Regions from separate parts of the Sus scrofa genome. Here region 1 is linked to region 2. The links are chromatin contacts, called in public Hi-C maps. All regions are on one chromosome and are shown on one strand. Each heading gives the region's core, a stretch centred on a gene start, on an enhancer-like site or on the middle of the called end of the contact. The rest is flanking DNA. Distances are from core to core; before and after follow the strand shown.

The links. A called contact is a pair of places that touch in the nucleus more often than the background predicts.
Region 1: a Hi-C map of epiblast stem cells shows a contact between it and region 2, with 2.1 times the contacts expected there. The contact joins two enhancer-like sites. A contact is called at or near these places in 1 of 5 promoter capture datasets (liver), 18 of 47 Hi-C or Micro-C datasets (alveolar macrophages, embryonic fibroblasts, epiblast stem cells and 11 more) and 2 of 2 datasets of contacts at active chromatin or transcription factors (alveolar macrophages and skeletal muscle).

The regions. Positions count from the first base shown.
Region 1 is chr6:69,381,622-69,386,185 of Sscrofa11.1, reverse strand. It overlaps ENO1 (alpha-enolase), which reads left to right. Exons shown (of 12, transcript XM_021095279.1): 12 at 1-307. Among named protein-coding and RNA genes, the nearest start is that of ENO1, 18 kb to the left of the region's middle. Within about 2 kb of position 2,660, at least 8 of the 83 cell types and tissues checked have an H3K27ac peak or open chromatin away from gene starts, as enhancers often do. A contact at or near this core is called in epiblast stem cells, where this site is marked.
Region 2 is chr6:69,132,237-69,136,474 of Sscrofa11.1, reverse strand. The region is part of intron 4 of RERE (arginine-glutamic acid dipeptide repeats protein); the gene reads left to right. Among named protein-coding and RNA genes, the nearest start is that of RERE, 120 kb to the left of the region's middle. Within about 2 kb of position 1,329, at least 27 of the 83 cell types and tissues checked have an H3K27ac peak or open chromatin away from gene starts, as enhancers often do. A contact at or near this core is called in epiblast stem cells, where this site is marked.

The DNA of each region.
Region 1 (4,564 bases), core at 1,411-3,910, 250 kb before region 2:
TCCATGTCGCTCGGCAGCTCGAGGCCCCGCCAGTGCTTGTGGGGCCTCCAGTAGTCGACGACCCTCCCCTCCCTGTGATGTCTCACTGCTTCCTTAGACCTGCTGCCGAAGCCGAGCTCCACCATCTGGAACCTGCTGGAAGCCCTAGCTCAGTAATCATGTGATTGGCCCAAATCATTGTTCTTCTCACCTCGCTTCCACCAAGTGTCTGGAGCCATGTGTGCCCACATTGCGGTCTCCGAGGTGGCCTGGGGCAAGATCCCCAGCGGTTTTGTGTGCAAAATAAAAAAGGCCTCAGTGACCCGGAGGGATGCTGTGTGTGTGTGTGTGTGTGTGAAACAGTCTGGGAGTCTGTCCTCGGGGTGTTCATGGAGTACCTGTTGGGGGTATAGGCCTTGGAGAGCTTCCTGTCACCTTGAGAAAGGAGCTTGGAGGACGTTGCTAAATCACGGGAAGGGCAGGTTGGGGGTGCGCAGCGTCCCCCCTTCTGCAGAAGCTGGGGCAGCACTGGGAGCCCGAGCCCAACTTCACGTTTAGACATGTTATTTGGGAGAAAATAGAAATGCAGAGCTCTCGGGACTTCCCGTCGAGGCACAGCAGAAACGAATGTGACTAGGATCCATGAGGTTGTGCGTTCGATCCCTGGCCTTGCTCAGTGGAATCCAGTGTTGCTGTGAACTTTGGTGTAGGTTGCAGGCGAGGCTCAGATCCTTCGTGGCTGTGGCTGTGGTGTAGGCTGGCAACTATGGCTCTGGTTCGACCCTTAGCCTGGGAACATCCATATGCCACACATGGCAGCCCTAAAAAAAAAGAAAGGGAGTTCCCATCATGGCTCAGTGGTTAGTGAATCCGACTAGGAACCATGAGGTTTCGGGTTCGGTCCCTGGCATTGCTCAGTGGGTTAAGGATCCAGCGTTGCCGTGAGCTGTGGTGTAGGTCGCAGATGCGGCTCGGATCCCAAGTTGCTGTGGCTGTGGCTGCGGCATAGGCTAGCAGCTACAGCTCCTATTAGACCCCTAGCCTGGGAACCTCCATGTGCTGTGGGAGCAGCCCCAGAAAAAGCAAAAAGACCAAAAAAAAAAAAAAAAAAAAAAGAAATGCACGGCACTCTTAGGTTATCTCGGACGGAGGCAGTGACTCCTGGTCATGGATCGTGTCCAAACCAGACAGAAGCTGACCATCCTGGGCACTGGGGCGTGGGTTCTCCATTCTTGGAGAAAACAGGTAGGAGAATGGTAACAGGACAGCCCTGGAGAGGTAAGAGGGCATCTAGAGGGCCTGGGAGAACCCTGTTTAGATGAACTGAACTCCAGTTCCTTTCCTCACTTTCACCGACCTTGGTTCAAGTGCACAGGAGCTCCACGTGGCTGCTGCCGGATGTGTCCGGTGCTGCAGGTGCGAGGCAGTAGCAGAAGAAAAAGCACTGTTGTAGTGATGGGCGAGCCCCGTGTGAGGCAGTGCGGTTATTAACAAGCGAGGGATGGAACTTGGAGGTTGTTGTTCTCGGCCCCTTGAAGTCTGCTGTCTGTTAGCATTTTTCTTCCCCAAAGTAATTTTGATCCAAGTCCCTTGAAATGTGTTTTAATACCTGGCGAGGCCCCCTTGTGGACATTCTTTTCATTGCTGTCAGGGTTTAACTCAAGGAGCAGAACCAGTAGACCATACATGTATTAAGAGATTTATGGGGAGTTCCCTGGTGCCCTAGTGCTTAGGACTTGGTGCTTTCACTTCTGCAGCTGGTGCTCAGTCCCTGGTCTGGGAATTGCATAACGTAGCCAAAAAAAAAATCATCACAGGGAACTGGCCTCTGTGACTGCAGATCTGGCTAAGCAAATCCACAGGGCAGGAAATCAGGGCAAAATCCATAGCAGCCGAAATGAATCCAACTAGGAACCATGAGATTGTGAGTTCAACCCTTGGCCTTGCTCAGTGGTTGCCATGAGCTGTGGTGTAGTTCGCAGACACGGCTCAGATCTGGTGTTGCTGCAGTGTAGGCCAGCAGCTGTAACTCAGATTGGACCCCTAACCTGGTAACTTCCATGTGCTGCAGTTGCAGCCCTAAAAAAAAGTGAGAGATAAATAAAACATAAGAAAAGCTTTAAAAAAAAAGAAAACCAAAAAACAAAATCCAGAGGGCAGTGGGATGGACTGGCAATCTAGGGTTAACAGATACAAACTATTACGTTTGGAATGGATAAGCAATGAGATCCTGCTCTATAACACTGGCGACTATATCAAGTCACTTGTGATGGAGAATAATGTGAGAAAAAGAATGTATACATGCATGTGTAACTGGGCTACTTTGCTATACAGTAGGAAATTTACAGAACACTGTAAACCAGCTATAATGGAAAAAATAAAAATCACTTTAAAACAATCCACAGGGAAGCCAGTCAGAAGAGAGGGATGACAGGACAGAATGCCATGGTCACAGGTGAAATTTCTCTCTTGGATAAGACCTGCTTTTAAGAACTTCCACCTGATTCAGACCCACCCAGATCATCCGAGATAACCTGTCGGAACAGATACGAGGCTTTAATTATGCCTGCAAAATACGTTCCCGGAAATACCTGGATTAGTATTTGACTAGCAGAGCTCCAGTTACATCCCAACGCCACCACACCTGTGAACGTGGCAACAACATGTCTTAAGTCAAACCATCTTCAAGTAAGGACAAAGCCTCCTTCCACCTGATGTGCTGCAGCCTCTTGGCACCGCCGAAACCACTAACCCCAGGTTCGCATGACTGATTTTCATCTGAAAATGGACTGGAGGGAGGTGAGTTGAACTGGGCCTGACAGTCTCACTAGAGCATTTGTGTTCACCTGAGCTTTTAAAGTAGCAAGTTTGCCTATGTTTTTTCTTGGTTTTTTGGCTGCTTGTGCCCCGCACGTGGAAGTTCCCAGACTGGAAGTTCCCAGGACAGGGGTCAGATCCTCTGTCCCACAAGAGAACTCCTTTGCAAATTAGCATTTAGTTAACAATGACCAGGAGTTAAAGGCATCTGGGTTACAGAGCAAGTGTAGTTAACCCTTTCAGATCTGCTGCCCAAGGACAGGAGGCTCAGGGCCACCTCACTGGCCCTGGGCGCCCGAGCCCCAGGGGAGGATGGTGAACACAAATTCTGACTCAGCAGCAACAAAACAGACGCAGATGGGCAGCTCAGCCAGGAAGAATCGAAAACCATCGGCCTCCTCCTGGGGCCCCTGTTGAAGCAGGACAGGTGGTGTTAAATCTAAATTTCCAGAAAGCAGCTCTCCGGCTTTGAGATGGCCAGTAAACATTTCTCTGATCCTAGGCGTTTGTAGGAATGTAGCGTTTTTAAAATAAACATCTCTGGGGAGTTCCCTTAATCCTAGTGGTTAAGGATTCAGCCTTGTCACTGCTGTGGCTCAGGTTCCAAGTTCGACCCTGGCCTGAGAACTTCCACATGCCACAGACCTGGCCAAAAAATAAGATCCAGTGTTAAGTTTCCCAGCTGCCTCCAGGGCACTACTCGGAGCTTGAGATGCACGAGTACAGGAAACGGATTGCAGGGCGGGGTGACCAGGCAGGGCTAGAATGCCAAGCTTCTCCTGAAGAGCCCTGCCCTGGTCATTCTATTTTTCATAAACGCAGCTGAGGCTGGGAGAGGGCAGTTAAAGGCAGTCAAAGCATTTCCTGGACCACATTGCAGAGACACTGCTTCATTTAGATTTTTTTTTTTTTTTTTTTTTTTTTTGGTCTTTTTAGGGCTGCACCTGAGGCATATGGAGGTTCCCAGGCTAAGGGTCAAATCGGAGCTGTAGCCGCTGGCCTACACCACAGCCACAGCAACTTGGGATCGAAGCTGTGTCTGTGACATGCACCACGGCTCACGGCCACGCCAGATCCTTAACCCACTGAGCAAGGCCAGGGACCGAACCTGCAACCTCATGGTTCGTAGTCGGATTCGTTAACCTCAGAGCCACGACGGGAACTCCAAATTTTTTTTTTTTAATTGAGGTATAGTTGATTTACAATGTTGTGCCAATTTCTGCTGTGCAACAAATGACCCAGTCGTACATACATATACATTCCTTATCTTCCCTCACGGTCTATCCCACGAGACTGGAGAGAGTTCCCTGTGCCATGCGGTCAGGGGTCTGCTTCCTGACCAGGAACTCCATGTGGTCAGCTCTCCTCCCTGCAGTGGGGATCCCAACACCTGCTCCCCGACAGCAGCCCCAGAGGGAGCCTGGTGACCTGGGTTTAGAGTCCGGCCCTCCCACTGAGCCATTGAACAAATCCGTGAAACGGGGCTCAGTCACAATCCAGGAGCACTAGCTCATGGCTCATTACAGAAGAAGTACAGCAAAGGGTCCAATCAACTTGGGCTCCCACCCGAAGAGACCCCCTTAAACCTTCAGGTGCTGTACTTACCTAGAACGAGGTGCAGGACACAGGGAAAGCGGAGGAAAGTCTCTAGAGCGTAGATCAGGCATTTGTGGCCATGACCACACGAGAAAGGAACGGAGTTTGGAACGGAAAGCTCCCAGCAGCCCTAGAAGGATGGGGACCCGCTGAACCTGCCCCCCCGAGGCAT
Region 2 (4,238 bases), core at 80-2,579:
GCCAGGCACACTGTTGGCAAAGTTTCTTGCTGGTCTCATGAAGGTTACAGTTAGGGCGCCTGGGACAGTCAGACAGTTGAGCAGAGCAGTGAGATCTCAAGCAGGATTTATTGACTAGCAGAGTGGCCGGGAGCCCTGGGCAGGAGATTCACAGAGTCTCCTCCGCCCTGCCACTGGGAGAGCATCAGGCTGGGGTCATGTGCTGCGTTCTGTAGGTCCAGGGTGGCAGTCGAGATCATGGCATAAAAATTGAGCTTTGTTTGTCCTTGGAAAGTCAGCCGCTTCCTGGTCTTGGTTGCTTCGCCTGTGGAGGTGCGATTCAGTGGAGACGGCAGGTCCGGGTCCACTGGGTCAGTGAGTCATGCGGGGTTATTCTTTCTTAGGCCTTCCTTTAATTTCCACCTGAGTTACTACCAGTCACAAGGAGCAGACGTCACCATGAAGGATTTTCGTGTTTTTCTAGAGATGAGGAGATGCAGGAATCGGGCCCCTGAAAATAGCTCGCTCTTTGAGGAGCTGCCCTCTGGTTTCCTGGAGCACGGGGTGCCTCGCTCCGCTCCGGGTCTCCACGCCCAGCTCTGCTCAGGGGCCGCCGTGTGGAGGCTGATGGCGCGTGCCCATCTCCACGCCACACTGGACGGAGCAAGTGGGGTATGGGTTTACCAGGGTTTTCAGCCCCCTTCTCTGTGTGAAGCAGGCATTCATAGTAGCTTTTTCTTGCCACCCTCAGGACTTTTTGAGAAGACAGATATTTTTAAGGAAAACAATATCCAGAGAGACTGAATAAAGTAGAAGAAATGTTACTAGGATTATATGATTACTAAGTGGCAATTTTCATGGCTAGTGGCTTTTTTTGTAAGCACCTAACCTCTTTTCCTTTCTGAAGGACGGAGAGATTGGCAGAGGATTTGTCCTTCCGTGGGCTGTTAGCTCTGCCAACCCTGGGACTTTCTTCTCTCCTGAATCCTCAGTATCTTTTCCAGAACAGTGGTCTGAGACCTGGTAGAAGCTCATTGAAAACTGGTTACATGATTTGAGGAGATTGTACTGTGTAAAATTAATTCAAAAAAATTTTCACTCCCATAGCTATTATAACTGTAACTGCTATAATATTCTGGGATTTTGGAAGATTTAAAATCTCAGTGGCAAAGTTTGAACGAGCTCATTATTCGATGTGGAAGCACACGGGGCTGTGTTCCGTCGTGGTCTTTAGCTTCAGCCGGGGGAAGGAAGGGCCACAGCTGACTCAGAGCTGTTTTTCTCCATGCGAACGTCGCTGCGTGTTAACACGGAGGCAGGAATTGAGAGTAGAACATTTTTCTAAGGTTCCCTGGCACTAAAGCTTTTTCAGCAGAGTGGACGCATCAATTCAAAAGGAAGTTAATCTTTTTGTGGTAATGGAATATTCCCCATCTTGATTGTGGTTGTGGTTACACAACGCATTTGTCAAACACAGTTTTACTGTGTGTAAATTATATCCTCAGTAAAGCAGATTTAGGGGGAAAAGAACCCAAACAGATGAACCAAAACTAAAACAATAAAACAAAACCCCCAAATTAAAACGTTTCTGAAAAAGGATAGAGGATGAAGGATTTTAAGGAGAAAAGGTTTTTCTTCAAATGATATTAACATTTATATAAGTTGTATTAGTGCTTGAATGTGATGGGATATATGCTTGTCAGAAATTATCTGTTTTAAAATGAACTGTGGCCCTGGTCATGTGCTCTTTGATTTTCTTCCTTTCTTTTTTTTAAAAGCAGCATTTCCTCAGCCCAGCTCATACTTGACTGAATACACCGATCGATTATCTGGGGATTAACTAAGCCTTCTCATTTCCTGCTCTCCATTTCTCCTCCAGCAGGCCAGCAGGCCTTTGTTGTCTGGCTTGTGGACTGAGATAAGCTATCAGGGCATGTTTGTAGTAGGAAAATGGTTGTAGATGGAACAGTTATAAATAGACTAACCGGTATTAAAGGTTACAGTCTTTCTTTCGGTTTAAGACAAAAAGGAGAGAAGAATAAATAAGATGCTCAAGACAAGACAGCCTGGGTCACATAAGGTAAAATAGCAACATGTAAATCTTTAGGATTCCTACTGATTTCCCTCTTTTAAACCAAATTATCTGAATTCTTTTATTGGTAAGTTGAACATGTTTGCTAGCCGTAGTTGGATTCTTATTATTAATGTAGGCTGACTTTATTTAAATTTAAATAATTTTTGAATCTCTATTGTTAGTGTTCCTTAAAAGTCAAATACTTAATTCTAAAAATCTTGGTGCCACTAAAAGGCATTTTTATTTTATGGTGTTACCAGCTCTACATTTTGCAGTTTAATCCGGAGAACAATGGTATAGAAGGATTATTAGCTAGAAGGAGAGGAAATGCTGGATTCACAGGAAATGGGTGTGTTCCATCTCTGTGTAAGATGAATGATGGTTGAGGACAGTATTGTAAGCTAAAAGTCTTGTTTCTTTCCCTTAAAAGTTCATGTTGTTTGGGTTTTCTTCGGAGGCATCGCCGTTTCTGAACTGGCCATGATGTTGCCTGGCATGGCGGATTGCTAAATAAAAGTTGCCCAGGTTACTACCGATTTTCTGCTTGCGTGCTTTCAGCTTTATATAGGTCACCGTTGTTTTGAAGTGTGCCTCTTTAGCATAGACCTATTTATAATCTGGTTTGGATCAATTTTAAATATTTCTCAATATCACGAGCTCACACTTTAGAAGGAAAACTCTTACATTGAAACAAGAATCTTCTTACCTAGATTTTCTTCTCTTTTTAACAGGAATTTCACTTCCTGCCCACTCTGGGACTATCTGATGGCATACATAAAAATAAAATCTTCTATTTTACCTAGTATCTCACTTCTAAATGCATGTTTGCCCTAACATCTCCCGCCATGGCTCCGTTGGGGGAGCCTGTGGAAACTGCTTCAGCCACCAGGGAGAGGAGGGCATCCGGGACTCCATGAGCTTGTTCATGCCTTCTGAGGAGCAGCTGTTCTCAGTGTGGTCCATGCGTCTGTGGGGTCAAGCTCGTTCATGATTGTACCAAGGCATCCTCTGCCTTTTTCACTCTCATTCTCTCATGAGTGTGCAGTGGAGCTTTACAAAGGCTAAATGATGTGTGCTGAATAAAAGGTTGAATAAAAGATCAGATATAAGAATCTGTTTTCTTAAGCCAAACATAAGAGAGATTTATAAAAACATAAGTATTACTTGCTTCCTAAATTGTTCGTTTTAAAAGTATAGTTACTTGGAATTATTTACATTGGCATGTAATGGGGTTATTATCATTAAATGAGTTTGTAAAAATGTCTAAAATTTTTCCTTATTTCTTTTCTAATATAATACATATTCATAGGCTATAACCCATATAAACAAAAGCTCTCTGAATTCCTCAATAATTGTGGTGAAAATATGGATTCCTGAGTTTGAGAACCACTTCTATAAAGTCCATGTTGACTCAATGAAATCTTTTCAAGGTATGTCAGCATCAGTTTTTTATTAGCAAAATCTGTGATGTAGCTTGGTTAACTTTTATTTCTAAAATAATGTGATAGTTAAAGTTTTGAATCTTTCGGAGGATTTTGGAGGTCTGCGGCACAGAGTTCTTCCTTTTTTTTTGTCTTTTTAGGGCTGCAGCCGCAGCATATGGAGGTTCCCAGGCTAGGGGTCTAGTCGGAGCTGTTGCCGCCGGCCTACGCCAGAGCCACAGCAATGCCAGATCCAAGCCGCGTCTGGGACCTACATACACCACAGCTCACGGCAACGCCGGATCCTTAATCCACTGCTTCTCACGGATACGAGTCAGATTCATTTTCACTGCGCCAGGACAGGAACTCCTCCTCCTTTTTCTTTAACATCCTTTGCTGTCCTGCCCCGTCATGGCTTTGTGGCAGTGCCCTGTAGCTTCCCTGGCTGTCAGGTACTAGAAGGAATCGGCTCCCTTCGAATGAGCAGCCCCACTACCACCACCAGCAACAGCCAACATGTTGCACACATGTTAACCTTGGTAGCATTTGGGGTTAATTAAAAGAAAAGTCAATGGAATATTTAATTCCCTTTAGGAGGCATTAAGAGTACTTTGACAGTTTCTCATGGTGCTGCCTACAGACAGCTATTTTCTCTGCCTTTAAGGGGGAAATCTTTTGGGCCCAATAGAAAATAGGTGGTTATGGATTTATCTGATATAATCAAAATGCCTAGAAAGAATACTGGCTTTTAGGAAGGGATTTAA